2 separate regions of the Mus musculus genome follow, and region 1 is linked to region 2. A link is a contact called in public HiChIP or PLAC-seq data. All regions are on one chromosome and are shown on one strand. The core of a region is the stretch at or near the end of the contact, and the rest is flanking DNA. Distances in the headings are between cores, read along the strand shown. Region 1 overlaps Cdc42ep3 (CDC42 effector protein (Rho GTPase binding) 3). Region 2 overlaps Qpct (glutaminyl-peptide cyclotransferase (glutaminyl cyclase)).

Evidence for each region. HiChIP or PLAC-seq counts read pairs in DNA pulled down with a chosen protein or histone mark.
Region 1: an H3K27ac HiChIP or PLAC-seq map of embryonic stem cells shows a contact between it and region 2, with 5 read pairs. The contact joins two enhancer-like sites. A contact is called at or near these places in 2 of 39 promoter capture datasets (cranial neural crest and embryonic stem cells), 1 of 484 Hi-C or Micro-C datasets (nephron progenitors), 3 of 115 datasets of contacts at active chromatin or transcription factors (all in embryonic stem cells) and 2 of 9 other capture datasets (macrophages and pancreatic islet).

Annotation. Positions count from the first base shown.
Region 1 is chr17:79,335,359-79,341,694 of GRCm38.p6, reverse strand. It overlaps Cdc42ep3 (CDC42 effector protein (Rho GTPase binding) 3), which reads left to right. Exons shown (of 2, transcript NM_026514.3): 2 at 5,979-6,336. The coding sequence starts at 6,206. Among named protein-coding and RNA genes, the nearest start is that of Gm17315, 16 kb to the left of the region's middle. Within about 2 kb of position 4,139, at least 17 of the 459 cell types and tissues checked have an H3K27ac peak or open chromatin away from gene starts, as enhancers often do. A contact at or near this core is called in embryonic stem cells, where this site is marked.
Region 2 is chr17:79,058,304-79,064,336 of GRCm38.p6, reverse strand. Qpct (glutaminyl-peptide cyclotransferase (glutaminyl cyclase)) reads right to left here. Exons shown (of 7, transcript NM_027455.3): 2 at 263-409. Among named protein-coding and RNA genes, the nearest start is that of Qpct, 9.4 kb to the right of the region's middle. Within about 2 kb of position 3,871, at least 2 of the 459 cell types and tissues checked have an H3K27ac peak or open chromatin away from gene starts, as enhancers often do. A contact at or near this core is called in embryonic stem cells, where this site is marked.

The DNA of each region.
Region 1 (6,336 bases), core at 2,890-5,389, 280 kb before region 2:
ATAGAAATATATGTGATTTATTAGAATGACTTACAGGCTGCAGTCCAGACAATCCGACAATAGGTAGCTGTAAACAGAAAGTCTAAGAATCTGCTGGTGACTCAAGTCTCACAGGCTGGATGTCTCAGCTGATCTTTTGTATCTGCTGGAATCCCAAAGAGGTAAGCTCCAATGCCAGAGAAGGGATGGACGTGCTAGCCAGACTAGAGCAAGCAGGCAAAAAGGATAGCTTCCTTCTTCTATGTCCTTATATAGACTTCCTGCAGAAGGTATGGTCCAGATTAAAGGTCTGGATTAAAGGTGTGTGTCTTCCTGCCTCCAAGGTCTGAACTGGAAGTAGATTGATTCACCCCTGTCTTAACCACGCAGGGCTCTCTCACAGGGGCGCCCTCCATTCTGGATTGTAGTTCATCCTAGGTACAGTTACTCTGACAACCAAGAATAGCCATGACAGTATGCTTAGAATTATTTTGTTTGCCAAAAGAATGACGGAAGAAATAGATGGTAAGACCATCTATTAAGTGGGGAAGCAAGCTGGATATGGGGACTCCTGCTCGTAATCTCAATGCTTGGGAGGCCAAGGCAGGAGGATGCCCTTAAGTCTGAGGCCTGCCTGGGCTGCAGAGTGAGCTCTAGGATAGCTTAGGTTATACAGTGTGACTCTATTTCCATAAAACAAAAAGAAAAGTAGATAAAATCAAAGAAAACACAACAGGGTGTAGTGATATATACCCGTGACCCCAGCAGGATGGAAGTCAAAACCTTAGTTAAGAAATCCTCTCATCCCTACGCCACCAGAAATCACTAGCGAAGAAATGGCTCAGTTTTCCCCATAATTAAGATGTTATTGCTTTGTGTTTTTGTTTTTAATCATCTGCTTATATGCTTAAGGTAATCACCAGTAAATAGAATTTCTAGATTGATACAGTAGTGACAACCCAGCCATCTGCCCTCCCCATCAGAGGTGTGGCTTTAGCACCCCCTAAGGTCTTACTCTGAGTTTTGACATCTTGGGTTTCTCACAGGTACCTGTAAGTAAGAGCATGGGTAGCCTGTCTCCTTGGAAGAGGATGCCTAATGGCTGCCTGGGAGCTCAGTCCTTCTGTTGGCAGAGCCTCCCTCACCAGTGCTCATAACTTGAGTGCTTGCTGTCTGAGGAATATAACTTCCCAGATGAGTATGAACGGCTCTCCTCTTCATCTCTATCATGGGAAGGAAACCACAGTCTGCACTCATGAAGACTTCAGATTTCAGGATCAAGGGATGTGTTTCTGAGAAAGGTCTGTGCATAGAAACCTTCCTTTCTGTCTTTAAAAGATCGAGGATAGTAGTGAACATGCACAGGTGCTAAAGTGCGTAAGACACACTGGAGCTTGAACAGAGAGCTCATTATCCCAGGAAATGGGTGAAGATGTGGAAGGGTAGCCTGGTGTCAGTGACCAGCACCCTGTGTGCCTGGATGTCCCTGAGTCTATGCTGGCGGTGGAGTCCTGACTGAAGCACAGGAATAAACGCAATAAACGCTCGTCATGTGACACCTGGATTTTGCCAGACCTAAGTACCTTGTGCAAAACTGGCTCTCTAATACAGTGTGTAAGCGATGCACATTTACTTGTTATATTTTTATTATTCAGCTAGCCAGTTGATTCAGTAGTTCAGAGCGCTGACCTCTCAAAGGATGAGCACGGCTGTCTCCTTTTCACCTTTGTCCCTTCCCATTCATGTTGGCTGTCTGATGACAGTCACCATTGTTAGTTTCTTCTGTATCTATTGATACATTGTATAGATATACATACAAGCCTACACAGTTAGACTTACACACTTCACTTCTGCACCTACCTTTTCTTCCTTTGAACATGTGCATTGCCGGGCTCTTTCCCTGTGGCTGTATTAAACGATTCATTCTTCCTTACATGTAAATACTACTAATTAGGGTGGCTGTACCATCTGTACAAGTCTCCTGAAGGTAGGCTGTCTCCAACTCTTGGCTATTACAAATGTTTGGTTGGATACCTGTAGACAGTGTCTCCCATATCTTTAAGTGGGCTATGACCCTATATGGAGACTCTGGGGCCAGGGGCACATGACTCCCTAGTAGGAAAAGATACCACCCAGCTGCCCTACGCGGAAGCTGCTGTTCACACTCCTCCTGCCATGTATGCAGAAGCTGCTGTTCACACTCCTCCTGCCATGTATGTAGAAGCTGCTGTTCACACTCCTCCTGTCATGTATGTAGAAGCCTCTTTTCCTTCCTCTGTGTGCATTTGTATCTCTAACAGGCTCTGGAATGCATCCCCTTGGTAACTTGGGAGCTAACTACATTCCCAGAGACTGTGCTCTCTAAATGGCTTACCACCTCAGACGGGGAAGCTAGCCTACTGGTTGAATGTGTCATTCTTGGGTCTAATATGTGGTCTTTTCAGGCTGACTCAATGTCTGTGCCACAGTAGTGTCTGTTTGTAAATGGGGACATTTAGCATTCTAACAGGAGCCTCTTGGTTTCTTGTGAGTGAGAGAGCATTGTGGGAATGAGTGCAGAAAAGCTCTCACAGAATACTGTCATATTAGATTCCAGCTGCTAGGGACACACCTTTTCCAGGACCCGCCACTTCTTACTAGGGAAGGAAGACTTTAGCTGTCTATAATCGATCCAAAGAGCCAAGAACCTGAGAAGGAACAATAGACCTGCTAGCAGATAAGCAAGGCTTGGAATTTTCACAGATCCTGGGAGAGGACAGGAGAGAAGACTGGGTCGGAATTACTGGGTGCTGACCAGCACTGTATATGCCAACTTCTTTAAATGGGAAAGCTGATGTTTTTGCCCAGTAATCTCCCCTCTTAAAAATCAAACCAGCCTCCCATTGCCTTTGGCAGCTGTTAGTCCTGGCACATTGTGTTGGTCATCTTACTCTCTGCTGCTTCTGTAGATTTCTCATAGTCCCCTCTGTAGCATATAGTTTTACTCTACCACCTTATCTCTGGGACTGTCGGGCTACCAGCCCCCACCCAGCATCCCTTTTGATTTACCAGCCTTTAGCTCTGGGAGGTTTCCACACTACCCTTGTCTTTTTCCCTCTTATCTCTGGTCTCTGTCTTAGTGCCACCAATATAAACCCCAGCCTTTACTAAACCAAGGGAACCTCCGCCTAAAAGCCCACAGTTCTGTAGCCAGGCAGGGGCTGCTCTAAGAGGCCCAGCCAGGAAGCCTTGGGACTGAACATTCCTCCCTCAGATAGGAGTAAGTGTGTCTTCTCTTTCCTCATCCCATAACCCCCCCTCCCATTCTCATTCACGTACACAACAGATGTGAGTGGCCCTGCCTGAGACGGAGAACTACACTCCGGCATTGGAATGCCCTGCCCTGGGTACGTCTTGGCCTTACATATCCCAGCAGGCTTCAGGCAGGTCTCATTGGCAAGCCTTGAATCTTTTCCAAGGCAGCTGCCATCCTAGCCCTGCTGATAATCTGCCCCAGGGAATGGTTCTTCCCAGGGCTTGCCTATCATCTCCTGGGGCAGGAAAGTGTCACTGGGGTCCTAGGTTGGGGCTATGTGTTGTGTACCTGTATGGCAAAGAAACTGGTGTTTTCTTAGGTCTACCAAGGTTTCAACTTGTTGTGATTGTTTTTTGTGAGAATGGCCTTGAACTAGCAGAGGGTGCTCTTGTAATAAGAATCCTCCTGTCTCCAACTCTTCTATGCTGATTTTGCAGGCATTCACTACCACTCCCTCTATGTAATAAAGTCTTACCTTTTGTTAATGAGACAAGACCCAAATCAAAGCTAAAGAAGAACATTAGGACCTGAGGTCCTATTGGAGCAAACCTGTTGTCTCAGGCCTCCTCCTCACACACAAAGCCAAGCGGGGCTGCCTGTCTCCCATTTCCAGGCCTTCTCTGCCTTCTCGGGCCTGGCTGGCTGGACAGCATGCCTCCCCCACATTGGGCTTTGCCAGTGGGTGGAACATACAGCACAACCCTTGTCACCTGTCACTGATGAGCGAGTTTAAAACACCTGCTGAAAGGAAAGAAATATGGAACAGATGGAGAGGGCCTCCAGCTGCTGCCAAGCAATTGGGACTGTCTTCAAGCCACTGTCTGACCCAGTCCTAGGAGTATTGTCAGTCCTGGGGCCAGAGGACTGGGAGGGGGAGGGGAAGCAGGGTGAGAGATTTCAGGAGAGTCATGGGAATTTTGCTTCTCTGTGTCAGCGCTTGGGTTGGTGGGATGATGGGGGATTTTCAGAAGGTTAAGGTTTTCATCGGCAAGGGAGGCACTGACACTCACCCCTCCTGGAGCACCTTCCTCAGAGCTCCTCACTTATGCCCGCGACAGACACTATCCACAGGGAAGGTGCTTTTGTTTTAACATGGGACCTGCATCGATAGCCACTTCCTAAGTCACGGTTTCTGTGGGTATCTGGCCACGGCTTAGAGCCTGGGCCTCACTGGGATCTGACCAAGGTTTGGACCGGAACTGTGTGTGTCATCAGAGACTAGGTGGGGTAAATCAATTTCTACTTCAACGCCAGCAAGGAAGCTTGGTCAGGTACATAAGCATGCGGGAGCACCTCTACACGGAGCCTTTTTTAGCCCCCTCTCCATCTCCCCGCCCTTCCTTTACTCTCCCTTTCTTACCCTCCTTCTCTTCAGCTCAGATGGGGGCTTCTGTAACCTAACCAGGGAGTGACTGCTGCCTTATTTCCTTGGGTAGAAGCAAGTCACAGTTGGATCTGCAAAGGCATGAACACCAGGGAGGCAGGAAGGCTTACTTTAGAACCCCCTCAGCTCCCACAGAGACAGGGCATGCGCCTATCAGTGATGTTCCAAAAGATCCTCAGGGGCAGCCCAACTTGTTATATAGATGCTCTCGGTATGTCTTGAAGTGGAGCAGTTCTTCTTTCTTCCCAGAATCCCAGTATCCTCTGGAGTCCTGGGTGGAAGGAAGGCTCAGTATTTTCCGCACCACAGCTTGCTTCCAGCTGTAGCTCTTCTCTGTTCTTCCAGAGTGTTGGTACCCCATCCTTAGTCTTATCTCCCCATCAGTAAGAATGCTTTCTAATGAGGCGTATCACTTATTAAATGATAATGTCCAGCCTTCTTCTTTAGGGATAGTCATTTAATTTTGTTTGTATGCAGATCTCAATAAATCACTGTCAGTGTTGTTAATGTGCATTCAAAGCAAAGAATATAATTTTAAAACAGACCCAGTTGGTCCTATGCTGCTTGCAAGTTTTTTAAGTTGTATGTGTATGTGTGAGTGCCTGCACATATGTATGTGTATTACACACATGGCTACTACCCATGGAGGTCAGAGAGCCATCGGATCCCCTGAAGGTGCAAGTGGTTGTAAGCCCCCATATGGGTGCTGGGAACTTAACCCAGGTTCCCTATAAGAACAGCGAAGTCTTCTAACCACTGAGTATGTCTCTAGTCCCTTGACATCAGTTTTGAGAAGAGAGGGAAATGAAGATCTCAGATGTGTTCAGAAAACCATGTCCGTAGCTATGTTTTTAAAAGATTATTTATTTACTTATTTATTTTTATGTATGTGAGCACACTGTCTCTGTCTTCAGACATGCCAGAAGAGGGCATCAGATCCCATTACAGATGGTTGTGAGCCACCTTGTGCTTGCTGGGAATTGAACTCAGGACCCCTGGAAGAGCAGCCAGTGCTCCTAACCACTGAGCCATCTCTCCAGCCCCTGTAGCTATGTTTAAAAAGTAGGGATGATTTAGCTTAGGGGCTAAGTACCCCTTTTTCTGTTTTCCCCTGAACTAAGAACTAAGGATTTATTAGTGAATCCCTGCAGAGATTAGAGTTCTTAACACAGTTAGTAGAAGGAAGTAAGTTGGGCTTTCCGTGGGAGCTGGCCTTGCCTTTATCTCCAGGCACGGGAGGGAGTAATATTCTGGGGAGTGGCAGGCCTGAGTGGGCCCTGGAGGCTGGGAGATGACAACCTGCTCTGGTGTCTTTTCCAGGTTTCTCTGAGCTGTGGAAGGGACTCGATAATGTAACTGGCTCTCCGGAAAGACCCGCGTGGCCCTGCGCTGAGCAAGATCTCCAAGACCCTGTCTCGTTTTTAGAGCCACTTGAGAAGAAATGATGTGACAATTCTTATGAAAAAGGACGTTTTGGAAGTGTAGGATACCCGTGCAGAAGGTCACTCTTTCCCTGGTCTGTGAAATAGACATTCTCAAATTCCAAAATGCCTGCCAAGACCCCAATTTACCTGAAAGCGGCTAACAACAAGAAGGGAAAGAAATTTAAACTGAGGGACATTCTGTCCCCTGATATGATCAGTCCTCCCCTGGGGGACTTTCGTCACACTATACACAT
Region 2 (6,033 bases), core at 2,622-5,121:
GATTGGGGCCTTAGTATCCTGAATTATTGCTGCTATAGTCAGGACAATGATGTCACACATAAACATAAACTGATTTTCAGTAAATGTGTAGCAATCAACTCAAAATAGACACTTACTCTCAGGTGTATGTCTTTCTTGGTTACCTCTGGTAGTGTGTAGTGAGATAATGTTATACATGACTCAGAACTTTAGCCACCATCTCATCCCTCAAGGGAAAGCAAAGTATTTAAAACCTTTAGGTGTGAACTCTGTTCTTCCTCACCTGCCGAGCAGAATAGCTTCCGGGCGATCCAGGATATCGTTCTATCAGCAATGGTCTCAAGTCGTTTTGCCACATTTCAGAAATGCTAGTGCCTTCTGCAACTTGCTGAAGAGATGAAGAATTCAAATGTGCTGGTTGGTGGTGGTTCTGTGATCAAATAAAAAGTACTTAGCTCCAATTGTATGTGTTTAAGACTTAGCATGGTACATTTGTGATTAGTGGCTTTAAAAACTTCAAAATAGCCGGGCATGGTGGCGCACGCCTTTAATCCCAGCACTTGGGAGGCAGAGGCAGGTATATTTCTGAGTTCGAGGCCACCCTGGTCTACAAAGTGAGTTCCAGGACAGCCAGGGCTATACAGAGAAATCCTGTCTCAAAAAAAACAACAACAAAAAAAAAAACAAAAAAAAAAACTTCAAAATAAAGGAGAAGGTTTATGTCATATGAGGTAAAGGGCTCAACTATAAAATTGTCCCCTTGAAATGTCTAGATTTTGGCAGCTTGTTTGAAAAACAAAATTGAAAGTATGCTTTCATGGTAAGTCACACAACTGGTGTAACTTCAGATAAATTTTCTGAATAATTGTTTTGTAAAACTGAGGTTTAAAAATAACAGTTCTGGGCTGGTGAAATGGCTCAGTGGATGAGCACTTGCCAACAAGTTTGAAGAGCTGAGTTCTATCTCTGGGACCTACATGGTGTAAGAAGAGAACTGACTCTAGCAAATTGTCCTCCACACATACACCAAGGTATACACACACACACACACACACACACACACACACACACACACACGTAATTTAAAAAATTAATAACAACTATACAGAGTACCAACACTGAGGAGGCAGAGGCATGAAAATTACAAGTTCAGCGCCAGCCTGGACTACACAGAGGAACCCTGTTGTGGAGAGCCCTGGAGCTAATTATATTTGATGTTAAGTCCATTCTCCTGGGAGTGTCTTCCAACCAGGAATGAGTCAGCACTCAGGTGATTTCCTGTAAACCTGCTTCCCACCTTAATTTGTAAAATAAAGAAGAGCTGATGATGGGAAGGTGGAGCAAAAGGTGAGGGGAGGGAGAGAAGGAGAAAATGGAAGAGGGAGAGGATGCAGAGGAGGAGGAGGAGGAGGAGGAGGAGGAGGAGGAGGAGGAGGAGGAGGAGGAGGAGGAGGAGGAGGAAGAGGAAGAGGAAGAGGAAGAGGAAGAGGAAGAGGAAGAGGAAGAGGAAGAGGAAGAGGAAGAGGAAGAGGAAGAGGAAGAGGAAGAGGAAGAGGAAGAGGAAGAGGAAGAGGAAGAGGAAGAGGAAGAGGAAGAGGAAGAGGAAGAGGAAGAGGAAGAGGAAGAGGAAGAGGAAGAGGAAGAGGAAGAAGAAGAAGAAGAAGAAGAAGAAGAAGAAGAAGAAGAAGAAGAAGAAGAAGAAGAAGAAGAAGAAGAAGAAGAAGAAGAAGAAGAAGAAAAGCAGAGCAGAAGCACATGGCCTGGAGAAACCGCAAGTTCTACGGGGTCTCATGTGGAAGATGGTAGTGTAGCAGTAGATCTGCCCAATCTAGGCTCACAGCATGTAATCATATTAATTGAGTTTTGTTTTCATTGCCAGGCATAATTGGGTTGGAGATTTACCGCAATAGAACCCTATGTCAAAACAACAACATAACAACAACAACATAACAATTTTGAGATTATTATCTGAAGAAAATGTAATATTTAAAAAGCTGAAGACAGCAAAGAAACACACTGTCAGTAGAGCTGTTTTATAACAGGCAGAGAGGCACTTCAGAACGGCAAGGCAGGGAGGCCTAAGCAAGACCTCCAGCTGCCATGTGCAGACGCCATGACGTCAGCCAGTTCTCTAGTTGTTCTAGATCTGCACTGTCCAGTACAGGAGACTACGAGCCATTTGTGACTATTAAGACTTGAAAAGTAGAAAATCGAGGTGTGCTTCAAGTGCAATGTATACACCAGGTTTGGGGCGTTTGGATTTGTTTTTGTTTTTGTTTTTGTTTTTGTTTTTTGAGACAATGTCTCACTGTGTGTCCTTGGCTGATCTGGAGTGCATTATGTAGACCAGGCTGGCCTCCATCTACCAAGCTCTGGGATTAAAAGCGTGTACCACCACATCTGGAAAATACATCACTTTTAAAGACCTTTTTATAAAAATAGAATTATGTCATTTATATTTCTCTGGGTATGTGATGAAACAGTTTTTACTATGCTATAAGTGAAATATTTGTTAAAATTAATTCCAACCTTAACCTCTTAATGTAGATACTAGAATATTTTAAATTTCATTCTTGGGGCTGAAGAGAAGAGCACTGGCTGCTCTTATAGAAGACAAGGTTTTAATTCCCAGCACCTATATGGTGGCTTATAAGCGTCTAAACCTTCAGTTCTGGCAGGACCCAATGCCTTCTTCTGGTTTCTGTATGTATCAGGCACACTAATGGTACAGGCATACATGCAGACAGAATGCACACACATACATTGTGCTGGCTGATTTTGTTGTTGTTGTTGTTGTTGTTTGTTTTTCGAGACAGGGTTTCTCTGTGTAGCCCTGGCTGTCCTGGAACTCACTCTGTAGACCAGGCTGGCCTCGAACTCAGAAATCTACCTGCCTCTGCCTCCCAAGTGCTGGGGTGCTGGCTGATTTTATGTCAACTTGACACAAGCTAGAGTTATCTGAGAGGAGGAACCCCCCCAACTGGGAAAATGCCTCCACAAGATCAGGCTGTAGGCAAGCCTGCAGGACATTTTTGTAATTAGGGATTGCTGGGGAAGGGCCCAGCCTATTATAGGTGGTGCCATCCTTTTGCTGGTGGTTCTAGGTTCTATAAGAAAGCAGGCTGAGCAAGCCACAAGGAGCGAGCCAGTAAGCAGCATCCCTCCAAGGCCTCTGCATCAGCTCCTGCCATGTTTAAGTTCCTGCCCTGACTATCCCTCAGTGATGGACTGTCACCTGAAAGTATAAGCTTAAATAAACCCTTTCCTCCCTCCCCAAGCTGCTTTGGTCATGATGTTTCATCCCAGCCATAGTAAGCCTAAGGAGGATATACATAATATAAAATAAAAACAGGCCTTAAAAACAAAATGATACCAGGCTCGATGCCTACACACTTTGGGGCTTTTCCTGTCTCAATCTCTCATCTCTCACACTCTGCCTGGCTCTTGCATGGATTCTGAGGGTTCAAACTCATGTCCTCATGTTTGCACAGCAAGCACTTTTACGCACTGAGCCTTCTTCCTGGCCCTCAATTTCTATCAGTGTGTACCCGGGATGAATGATGCCCCTCTCAATGTGAGTCTGACAATTGTAAAGCTGGCTAAATAGGAACTCTTTTCCATCATCAACCTAATTATCTTATAGTCTATTAAGGTTTTAATACTCTTTAGTACATTTACATATTAAAATAAAACTTTAAAAGCTCAGTAGACCTAATGTTCAAATGTGTATCCTGAATATGACCTTACACATGCTGAACTTGTCTTAGGACACCCAAAATGATGAATCAGCCATTCATTACAAGTTCATCAGACACTCCTAGGGATTGTGGCACTTCTGCTCAAAGGGAAATGAATGGTTGCTCAAACCAGTTCTTCCCTAAGGAGAATGAGGAGAACGGTGGTAGGGACATTCTTTGGAATGCAAAACAGAAATTGGGAGACTCCGCCCATCCTGCAGTTCCTTCCAGGATTAGTGTTTACTGGATACATTAAATAATCATGCAGGTAATTCACTCCACATGAACCACCCACACGGCTAATGAAACACTGTAGAAATACTGACTGCTGCTGCCTCGTTGCTTAGATCCCTCTAGACTTTGAAATAACGCAGTGTTTCTCTCCAGTGTTTATCATGCAAAGAGCACAGGCTATTGGATCAGATACAGCCTTTCAACTTAGCACCCACCACTAGCAGTAACTCTGGCTATGTTACTTAACCTTATCAAGGCTCCATTTCCTTGTCTGAAAAATGGAGGTGATAGTACCTGCACCCGAAGGTACTTAGGACTAAACGAGCCAAAGCATACAGATTGCCTAGTAAATACCCAGGGTGCTAATTTCCCCCATCGTACAGTAAACTAGTATAGAATGTGAGACCTGGATATGTCACTTAGAGATAACTAGTCCAACCCCCTGACCTCCACCAATGGGAACTGAGGTCTGTAAAAACCAACGGTAGAGAGTTAAAGGTAAATACGTAAAGTAAATCCCGGCAGGAGGATTTCTAACCCAGCATTCAGTGTTCTGCTTCATTTCCTCACTTCTGCTTTACTCTTGAATATTGATACCGTAACTGAATGTATTAAGGTTTTGGTTTTGTTCTTGGGAATAATACACTTTAAAGCATATTTCTAGGGGACAGGGAGATGACACAATGGGTACAGACAGCTACTGTCAAGTCTTGGGAACCTAAGTTCAATCCCTTGAACCCACATGGTGGAAGGAGAAAACCATCTCCTGCATGTTGTCCTCTGAGCTCCACATAGGTGCAATGGTACACACACACACACACACACACACACATACATACATACATACATACACACACACAGACACACACACACACACACACACACACACACACAGACACACATTAAGAAGTATATTTCTTTCAAATGTCGTTCCCTGGGGAAAAACAGATTTGACTAGAAACCATAGACATAAACTCATAAGATGACATGCCATGAGAGTGGAAACCAAACAGGGGGAGGGGGGAGGAAGGAGGAGCAAAGGGGTCTCTGAGTGTGTCTGGGAGGAACACTTGCAGAGCACCGGAGGTAGACTATGCTTAAAGTATATTACACACTTGCATGGAAATGGCCTTATGTAGCCCTATGCAACAGATAGATATATTTTCTAAACAAACTTCTACTGAAGCCTTTAAATTCCTTAGTGCCTCCAATGTCTAAGTCCTCGTGTTAGAATTAAACAGCATTTGAACAAGAAAGCTGAATCTAAAGGGGAAAAAAGTGTGAAGTGTGAGCCAAAGTAAATGGGGGCAGAAAGGGGGATCTGCATGGTTGTTCCTTCCCAACAAATGCCTGTGTGTCTCTCCCACTGCCTTGCAAGCCCCAGCATGAGCTGCAGGCTCCCATTCATCCCACTTTGGTCACCCTAGCACCCAGCCACTTTGAGATCTACTCCTTAGGGTCTCGGCACCTCAGCAATGCAGTCTGCCCTTCAAACTGTTTCCGTGTCTCTTCACCTTCAAAATGCCTGTCTTCTTCATGCTCCTGCCTGAAGACTGTTCTCGGGTGTCGTGTTTCATATCTGTATTTCACATAAGTCAGGAGCTCCAGGAAAGCTAGAACCCTCTCCCAGTTTCCTGCCTCTCTCCAGAGTCGCAGGGGTGTGGCTCACATTGAGCACCTGGTAACTACTGGGTAATTTCAAGTAATGGAGAGACAAACTAAGTATTTTTCTAAAACTTCTGCAGCTATAAACGTGTTTATATAATAAAGGCGTAAGAGTCACACCTCTGTCTTCGTAAATACTAAACTAGCTGAATTCATAGACAGGCATAAAAGCCAGAAGAGACATGTGGCTGCCTGGCACAAGGGGACAAGACATGGCCTGGTTCCAGGTGGCTGCCTGTTGCAAGGGGACATCCTAGTTCCGTGCTTGTCAGCTTTGCTTCTTTTAAACTTCTGCACAATGCTTCAGACAACTGACAGCTCCTTGGCTTGGCCCAGGGCAGTAATGATGACAGATGTAAACTTTCATGTCAGAATCTGTTTCAGGGGCACGATGTGTCTCTGTGGTTAAAGGTATTCA